Regions from separate parts of the Mus musculus genome. Here region 2 is linked to region 1. The links are chromatin contacts, called in public HiChIP or PLAC-seq maps. All regions are on one chromosome and are shown on one strand. Each heading gives the region's core, a stretch centred on a gene start, on an enhancer-like site or on the middle of the called end of the contact. The rest is flanking DNA. Distances are from core to core; before and after follow the strand shown.

Region 1 (4,153 bases), core at 252-2,751:
TGCTAAAGAATCAGGCAAAGCCAGAAGTTGCTCACATTTAGGAGGCTTGTGTGCTGGGGGTTGGGAGGATGACTGCTAAATACTGGGGAAGCAAAATGAGCTAAGTCTTTACAGCAACTGTCATTTGTGAGAGTAAACCATTAGAAACGGACGGCAGGTTTGTGGTAGATTCCACAAGGTGGTGGAACTAGTCGCATATGTAGTTCAGACTTGAAGGCACACACGTATGGGGACAGTTCTGGTGTTTACGATAAACAGGTATGCTGCCATCCAGCTAGCACAGCACTAGGCTAAAGCGTACTGAGCCCTTGTCTTCCGTGGGAGCTGCAGAGTGGGATGCATGCGTTGTGAGCTGAGGCTCAAGCTGCGCTGGCAGAAGAGCAGGGGTTGCCTTGTCAGACTCCAGGGTCTCTTTCTCTCTGAGCCTGGGAAAGTGCCACTTTATTGGATCTATAAAGCCGGGGGGGGGGGGGGGGGAGGAATCTCAAGGTGAAGAGGAAGTTCACAGACCCCTCTAACGCCTCTATTAGAACCTTCCAGCTATTCTCTCATACTTGTACACTGAGCTGGCACACAGTATAGGCAAGTTCTATTCGCATCACCCCTCTAGTTCCTGTCTCCCTGGTTATGCAAGCCTCATATTTAGGTAGATGTGACCTTAGGAAACCAAAATATCCTTTAAGATCTTACTAACTGGTTGCCTGTTCAGCTTTTCCACATTGATCCTGTAGCCCCCTCGAGGAGGTGAAGGAAAAAAATCTCCTCTTTGTTTCTCTAACTCATTAATGAATTTTAAGGGCACTCTGTAAGGTTCCTTTCCCATTCTGGTCTGGTTCGTACATTCTGAGAAACACACTGTGTTTGTGTTGAGAGTTGGCTCCCTAGCTACACTGTCTGTCACATTGATGCTCTGAGTAGGGACAGGGTTCATCTAGGAAATATATTTTCACTCACACTCTGTATCTTTTCCTAGTTTGGCATATTCTAGTCTGCATTTGGCTCTCTGTTTAAATATAAAAGAAAACTAAAACACACCCTTCAGACGCCTATGTCTGAAAAATCTGGCATTTCCGTGGGTTTTTCTTTAAGGAGGCCTTCATTTGTAACCAACACCATGCTCTCCTTAAGGAAATCAATCTCAATGCCCTATTATCCTTCCCTTTTCTTTCCTCCCAGTTTGAGGCTGCAGTTGCCTTTTTTTTTCTTATCCCCTGCTGAACCTGAAAAACCCTCTCTTTTCTACAGTTTTCTGTTCCCAGGCCCCGCTGACTTCCTTTAGAGCATGGGGGGGGGGGGGATCAGGATTGTGATGTGTGAACTGGGAGGATCTTGACCTACTCCGCTAACCCAGTGGCCTGAGCAAATCACAAGGAGGATTGGAGCCATCTGCCCAGCCCCTCCCCCACGGCAGCCTGCTGGAAAGAGACAAGTTAGTCATTCAAATGATTGGCTTTTTGCCCGCTTCTTCTCTAAATAAGAAGGCAGCAGCTTCTGCTGAGGTGCAAAGGGTTTTTGTGAATTACGGTGGTGGGTAAGACCCGAGTTCCTCCAGTTCCTGCCTATTTTCAGCTGACTAGGCGGTTAAGGATGGTAGATGCTTTCTGCGCAACCTGGAAGCTGACAGACAGTCAGAATTTTGATGAGTACATGAAAGCTCTGGGTAGGTAAAAATAAGACGTACTGTTTTCTTCTTAACTCTGTATTTTGATCCTTAGAAACCCCCGATTTTACTTACCAGGTTTCTGAAAGACAGGCTGAGCACATTGTGTCAATTATACTAAGACTGTGCATAGCCCACTCAAATAATTCTTACTGTGGTATTTTCCTGCCTTCTTGCGAAGAATCAAATAAAGGGACCATTTGATATCCTGTGGATAATGTGAAGCTTCTGTAACTTTTGGAGAAGGGAGTGAGAAGGTCCTTATTTGTGCTTACCTTGTCCATGGCTAGTGGAGTAACCATTAATCAGGTTTGGACGAAATCTACACTTTAGAATCCAATTCTGGATTCTTAGAGTGACAAGCAGATTTCTGAACTATTTTGGAAGTTGCTGTTAACTGCGCTGGCTCCCTTTGCTGTTTCAGGCGTGGGCTTTGCCACTAGGCAAGTGGGAAACGTGACCAAACCAACTGTGATTATCAGTCAGGAAGGTGGCAAAGTGGTGATCCGGACACAATGCACATTCAAGAACACAGAGATCAATTTCCAGCTGGGAGAAGAGTTTGAAGAAACCAGCATAGATGACAGAAACTGTAAGGTAAGAGGCAGCTTTATCCGGTGAGGATGGGACAGAGGATTCCCAATCTCTCCACAGACATGGAGAAGGGGAACAAGCTTTCAGAATCCCCCTTCAGGAAGAAGGAGCCAGAGCTAACATTCTAGGGTTTACTGGTTGTATCCCAGACACTGAGTAATTTCCAGAGCCAAACTTGCAGGCTATTTATCCTTTTTCACATTTTATAGCAACTTTTACCCAGAGAGTATTGAACCATGTTTATTTGAAAGAAAGACCACACCTTGTTCCTTCTCTCTGATCATCTCAGCTTGACCAATTAGTCCGTCGCACAGCAAAGCTTTGCTTAAGCAAGAAGAGTGACTAGTTCTGTATTTTTATTTCTGATCTATGCTGGTTTTTTGCAACTGGCTGTATACATGGCAGCTGAATCATAAATGGCCACATTTTAGAAAACAGAGATTCTTGAAAGTAACAGAGGATGAAGTGCTGCTGGAATAATTATGAGTGATGTACTCAGTTATGGCCCTCTCTGATAATGCTGTCGTTTGACTTCTGTGAAAAGTGGACTTCTGCCTGTTAACCCCCTTTGATTGGTTGTTGCTCTCAGTCTGTGGTTCGGTTGGATGGAGACAAGCTCATTCATGTGCAGAAGTGGGATGGCAAAGAAACAAATTGTACCAGAGAAATTAAGGATGGCAAGATGGTCGTGGTAAGTCCTAAGGAGTCTGCCTTTTCTGTCCCTGCTTCCCTTCTAAGCATCATTCTTTTGCACTCCCCTCTGGACTCTTCTTCCTTAGCCCCCACTTTTGCTCTCCCCCAACCCCTTATTTTCATCTCAGTTTCTCCTGCCGTTCAAAGTCCCTTAATATGTAAAACAGGAGGAAGGAAAAACTCAGAACTAGTTGTTGCCTCAGGTTGGCACCTGTAGAGTTTTAAAATTATACATCAATTTACCCCAAAAGTGTGTGTCAAGAACCGTGGTCATGGGATTGCTGTGAATGTCCAGCCTTCAACTGGAACTTAAATGTAAGCTACTCATTAGGAAAATATTTGAAGATAACTCATAGGAAAACATAAAGTAACGAAATATCAGAGTAGTTACCTATTAGAGACTGTAATTAAGGCATTTTAAACATTTTAAATTTTAGTTTATAAGAGCTCAGTGCAAATAATTTTAACAAAAGGTGAAGCTTTAATTTTTACTAGATCTGTTTGATGTTACTCCCTTACAGTTGTTTTCATATTTAATGAATCAGCTAAGTTTTCAAGATATGTCCAGTGACAGCTAGGCATATAAATATCCTAAGATAGAAAATAATTTTATAAATAATTTCCCTCATGATAGAAGTTAGGCCTTGATCTAGACCTGTAGAGACAATTTTAAAAATAGAAATATTTAGATGATAGTGATATGGGTAAGTTTGATTATTACTCTTGAGGATGTCTGGGGTTCCCTTACAAACTCCTGCTAAGATTTTCTAGCTGCCTTTCTAGTGCCTTTCTGGCTGCTGGTACAGAATAGATTGCTCACTTCTTTACTATCACAGTCAGAACTATTCTGTACTTAAATACACTTCTTCTCACATGTAGAATGTTGGAGAGCAGGGAGCAGAGATTTTTCTTGAATAATCAACAAAGAAAAGAGTTCATTTCTAACAATTATCCTAAAGTTATCTTTTTATGAGTAGCCTTGATTCCTTTCTTGTTTATACAAAGCTAGAGCAAGCTCATCTTTAGAAATCCTGACTGTGGTCAGGCAAGACTGAGTTCTGCAAGAACTCAGATTACAGAAAGGCATACTGAATTCTGAGGGTTTACCAATGCTTGGAACGTCTTGGGTATAAACCTTAATACTTTTTTTTTGTAGTAATTCTTCACTTTCAGAGTAAGAGCATCAAAATTCAGTGCCCCTGCCAC
Region 2 (4,080 bases), core at 288-2,787, 44 kb after region 1:
ACTTTCTGGTGATAATTAATTAAATCCAGCGTGCACCGTAAAGCATACATAGATCTTTTCAAGGATCAAAGTAGCCTAAATAAAGATTGGACCTGACTACATCTGAACTCTTTGTAAAGCACATGTAACACCCACCATAAATGTGAGTTCTATGCATTGACTGAGAAAAACAGGCTTATGCTTTGGGTCAAGAGGTGGAGTGTTCCACTATATAGATAGTCCAGAGTTCACTAGACTACAATGCATGCCTACCAACAGCTTTCTGGAAAACAAAAACAAAAACAAAAACAGGTTACACATTTGTTCACTTAAAGGAGCAATTCTGTGTGCTAACATTCAATAATTACCTGAAATAAGTTTCATCAAACTAAAACTATTGAGAGAAAAATCTATATTTGTTTTGGAGATAGAATTTCATAATGTATTCTAGGATTGTCTTAATGTCACAATTCCCCTGCCTTGGTTTTCTAAGTTTTCTGAGTTTATAGGTATGGATCACCTGGCCAGGGACTGGGAAGTCATTTTCAAAGAGACAGTGTATAACATTAGCTCTAAGTATCTCTACAGATTACAAATGACTTGAAAAAAAGTAAAAATTTTAACACTGTAGCAGAGAAACCTCCTTATGTGAGGATTCATAGTAAATGCTGTTATCAGTGGTGCCAGCCCAGGACTCCTTATGTGATGGACAAAGGATGCACTTTGCCTGTCTAAAACACACACCACAAACACAGCCAAGGACACAACTCACACTCACATTGAGGAACACTTTACAATTGGCCTGCAGTCTTCAAAGAGGCCAATGTCAGGATAGAAAAAGACACAAGAAAGTGCAAATTGATTGAGAAAGGAAACTTACTTGCAAATGCAATCCCAGCAGGAAATAATTTCCATAGAGAATATTTTTGAGATGACTGATATATTTTTTACATTATTATTTATTTATCATTTAATGTGTATGCATGTGCAAGTGTGTATGCATGTCTGTGGAAGCCAGAGGTCTTATCCTCAATTGATTCTCTACCTTATTTTCTGAGACAGAATCTCTCATGGGCACTGGAGTTCATCACCTAGGATAGACTGACTGGCCAGCAAGTTGTAGGAATCCTTCTGCTTCCACTTTCCCTGTCTCCTTAAGACTCTGATGCACATACATATAAGTTCAACCATATATCACAAACACATGCACCCATATATGCAGCCACACACACATGTACACGCAAACTAAAAAATTATACAAAATAAAAGAGGACAAAAGTTAGTAAATTTTTCAATGGTTGTTTTATTCTCTTGTCTGTGGCTTGGTCATTTTCTTTACATTTCTTTCCTATGACCATCGTTCTTTGAAATGCTCTCATTTTTGCTTTCAGCGAATGGAGATATTCCATAGATGCTTTATATGACTGGTGAAATTTCACATAGAACACAACTGGATGTGGGTTCTTGACAGTTCTTTTCCCCTCTTGCTACCCTCTCTATTGGAGCAAGTCCTGAGTTTCACACAGCGTCAAGCCCTCTGCCTTTGTGCAGTCTCTATTCTTATTGTGAGATTTTTGCATTGCTTGCAGCAAGGCTGCCTGAACCATGGAAACCTCTTGTATGTAACCCAGTGAAAAACGGAAATGAGGCAGATCGTTCTTTCTAAAGGCTTGTAGTGAGGTCATCTGCTTTCTTTACTAGCCATCTTGGAGTTGAAGAGAATTAGCTGCTGTAAGGGCAGTGCAGACAATGTCGGTTCTCCCAGAGGTCAAGTTCAAGATCTGCAGGAATCACTCCGCTCACTTCCCCACAGCCCTTCCTTTTTTCTCTGAGCCTTTACAATGGAATACCACACATAGCAAGTCCCCTTTCCCCTTTCAACATCTCTCAAATGCATTTCGGTTCCTGACTTGAAATGATCTAGAAGAAAAGGTGCCGACCCCAACATTTTAATTCAGTGATGAGTACTTAGAATTAGGATGACTTCGAACTATACTTTCCTTACAGCTTCCCTTTCCCTCCTCTTACTCCTTCTTTCAATTTGTTGACATGGGTCTCATGTATCCCACACTGCCCTCCAATGGAGGATGACCTTTTTGATCCTCCTGTTTCTACCACTTGAAGGCAGGAACTACATTGTACTCAGTTTACAAACGATTATGGATCTATTCTAAGGTATCATGTGCAGGAGGTACAGGCTCCCTGTGTTTGCAGATAAGCACGAGGTGAAACAGGAAGGCTAAACACACAGGGTTATCCCCTCAAAGGGAGAGGTGTATAATCTGTTCTCTGCCTAGAAAGCCAGGAGTGGACATCTGTTCTAATCTGGTGACCTTTACACTGTCTGTGTGGCCCAAACCAAAGTGCATTCTTCTCCAGACCCTTATTGTGACCTTAGCAATACATAGAATTCATCCTTATCACATGTACTTTACAAAGATGTTTGTCATAGTCATAATCTTTATTGTACATACAGAATTGAGTTGATTACCACCAGGAAAATGTTCACCAAATTGTGCTGTGCTTAAGGATGCCTGAAATAAATTAGTTGGGCATCCGACTCTTGAAGTTTGATCCATTTCTGGCTACTTAATCGTCTTGAACCAAATGATCTTCTTGGACCATGACTCTGCGGGCTGTGGTTGTCATAGAAACTGCCACATTCATGCATGCTAGTTGAGCACTCTACCAGCCAAGCCACATCTTACTTTTGAAGCCTGGAGGAGAAAGAACTATAAGGCTTTCTTTGACTATGAGGTGGTTATTTTGCATGCCATCTTAGGCAAAATTAGTCCCAGACAGTGTTTTCAACATTCTCCACAGTTCCAAGCCTGTTTAAAGCTGGGAGAGTGTAATAAAATAGAGCATCCACCCAGCACTGCTATAGACAGTGTTTATATAACAAGAGTGACTCGGGATTCTCAACTTCTCCTAGTGTTTTTTGCTCCCATGAAGTCATTATGATCAAAAAATACACTCTCCTTACCAACAGGGGATGATGATGATGATGATGATGATGATGACGACGACGATGATGATGATGGTGGTGATGATGATGGTGGTGGTGGTGATGGTGATGATGATGAAGATGATGAAGATGATTGCACTGTTTTTGATTGCAGAACTTTAAAGCAGACTTAATCAGGCCTAGTGTGCCTTTTGTTTTCTCTTTCTATCACAGCTACTGTATGTATGTTTCCCTTTGGCTGTATTTCTTTTTGTAATATCCTGAATTTATAACTATATACTGGATTTCCACTACAATATTTAGGGAAAGAAAGGCCCAGATGTCAGGCTTTGTTAAAAATGAAGGAGTTCTTTGAGGTGGGGGAAAATCACTTGAAATTCTCCCTCATGAAGTTTGTAGCAAAAGTTTATGAGCTGGAGCTGTCCTCGGTGTTCCTGCACCTATACAACATGAAGGCAGATCTGGCTTCTGACTCCAGAGACAACAACGCTGAACAAGAATCCAGTTCTTTTGTGCACTGCTCTCTGTTCTAACCACACAAAGTCCATAACCACTACCCCTTCATTTCTTACTAAAGTAAGCGCTGGTATTCAGACTTTAATTTCCCTCCCCTGGCTCTTAATTCTGAACTCCACCTCTGACCTCTCTCTACTTGGGCACATTAGCTTTTACATGTTATTATTGGATGAGCAATAAAGAAGAAAGATTTTAGAAAAACTGACTTGTACAAGGCAACCAGAAAGTGTTTGCGATGGCTGCCTCTTCAGCTCTTCTGCAAATGATCCTAGCTCATCTGAGGCCTGGGTCTACCAGGCCCAGGCCACAGCACCCTCTAGTATGCTCAGAAACATTGTTCAGAAATGTTAACTTTGAAATATGTAACATTCATTGTGTTTGTTTGTGTAAATGTAGGTGAAAGGGCCTCATGGAACACCCAAATATTTATCCTATGTCTAGAATTATATGATGACAACATTTAAATCTTGAAGGTAGTATGGCTTCATGCCCAGAGAAAGAGAGGAAGAATTTTTTCTGGGTGTGCACTTTGTCCTGTTTTTACAAAATATGACAAACCATTCAGTATCATTTCAAATTTTGCTGACCTTACTGGGTGTGGTTGTCTGAATAGGAAT

What was found. HiChIP or PLAC-seq counts read pairs in DNA pulled down with a chosen protein or histone mark.
Region 2: an H3K4me3 HiChIP or PLAC-seq map of neural progenitor cells shows a contact between it and region 1, with 5 times the contacts expected there. The contact joins the enhancer-like site here to the promoter of Fabp7 in region 1. A contact is called at or near these places in 1 of 39 promoter capture datasets (neural stem cells), 14 of 484 Hi-C or Micro-C datasets (CD8 T cells, LSK cells, Sertoli cells and 11 more), 14 of 115 datasets of contacts at active chromatin or transcription factors (astrocytes, bone marrow-derived macrophages, differentiating embryonic stem cells and 9 more) and 2 of 9 other capture datasets (adipose tissue and liver).

The regions. Positions count from the first base shown.
Region 1 is chr10:57,783,422-57,787,574 of GRCm38.p6, forward strand. It overlaps Fabp7 (fatty acid binding protein 7, brain), which reads left to right and starts at 1,502. Exons shown (of 4, transcript NM_021272.3): 1 at 1,502-1,660; 2 at 2,085-2,257; 3 at 2,844-2,945. The coding sequence starts at 1,588.
Region 2 is chr10:57,827,209-57,831,288 of GRCm38.p6, forward strand. No RefSeq gene overlaps it. Among named protein-coding and RNA genes, the nearest start is that of Smpdl3a, 35 kb to the left of the region's middle. Within about 2 kb of position 1,538, at least 27 of the 459 cell types and tissues checked have an H3K27ac peak or open chromatin away from gene starts, as enhancers often do. A contact at or near this core is called in astrocytes, brain, neural progenitor cells and 5 more, where this site is marked.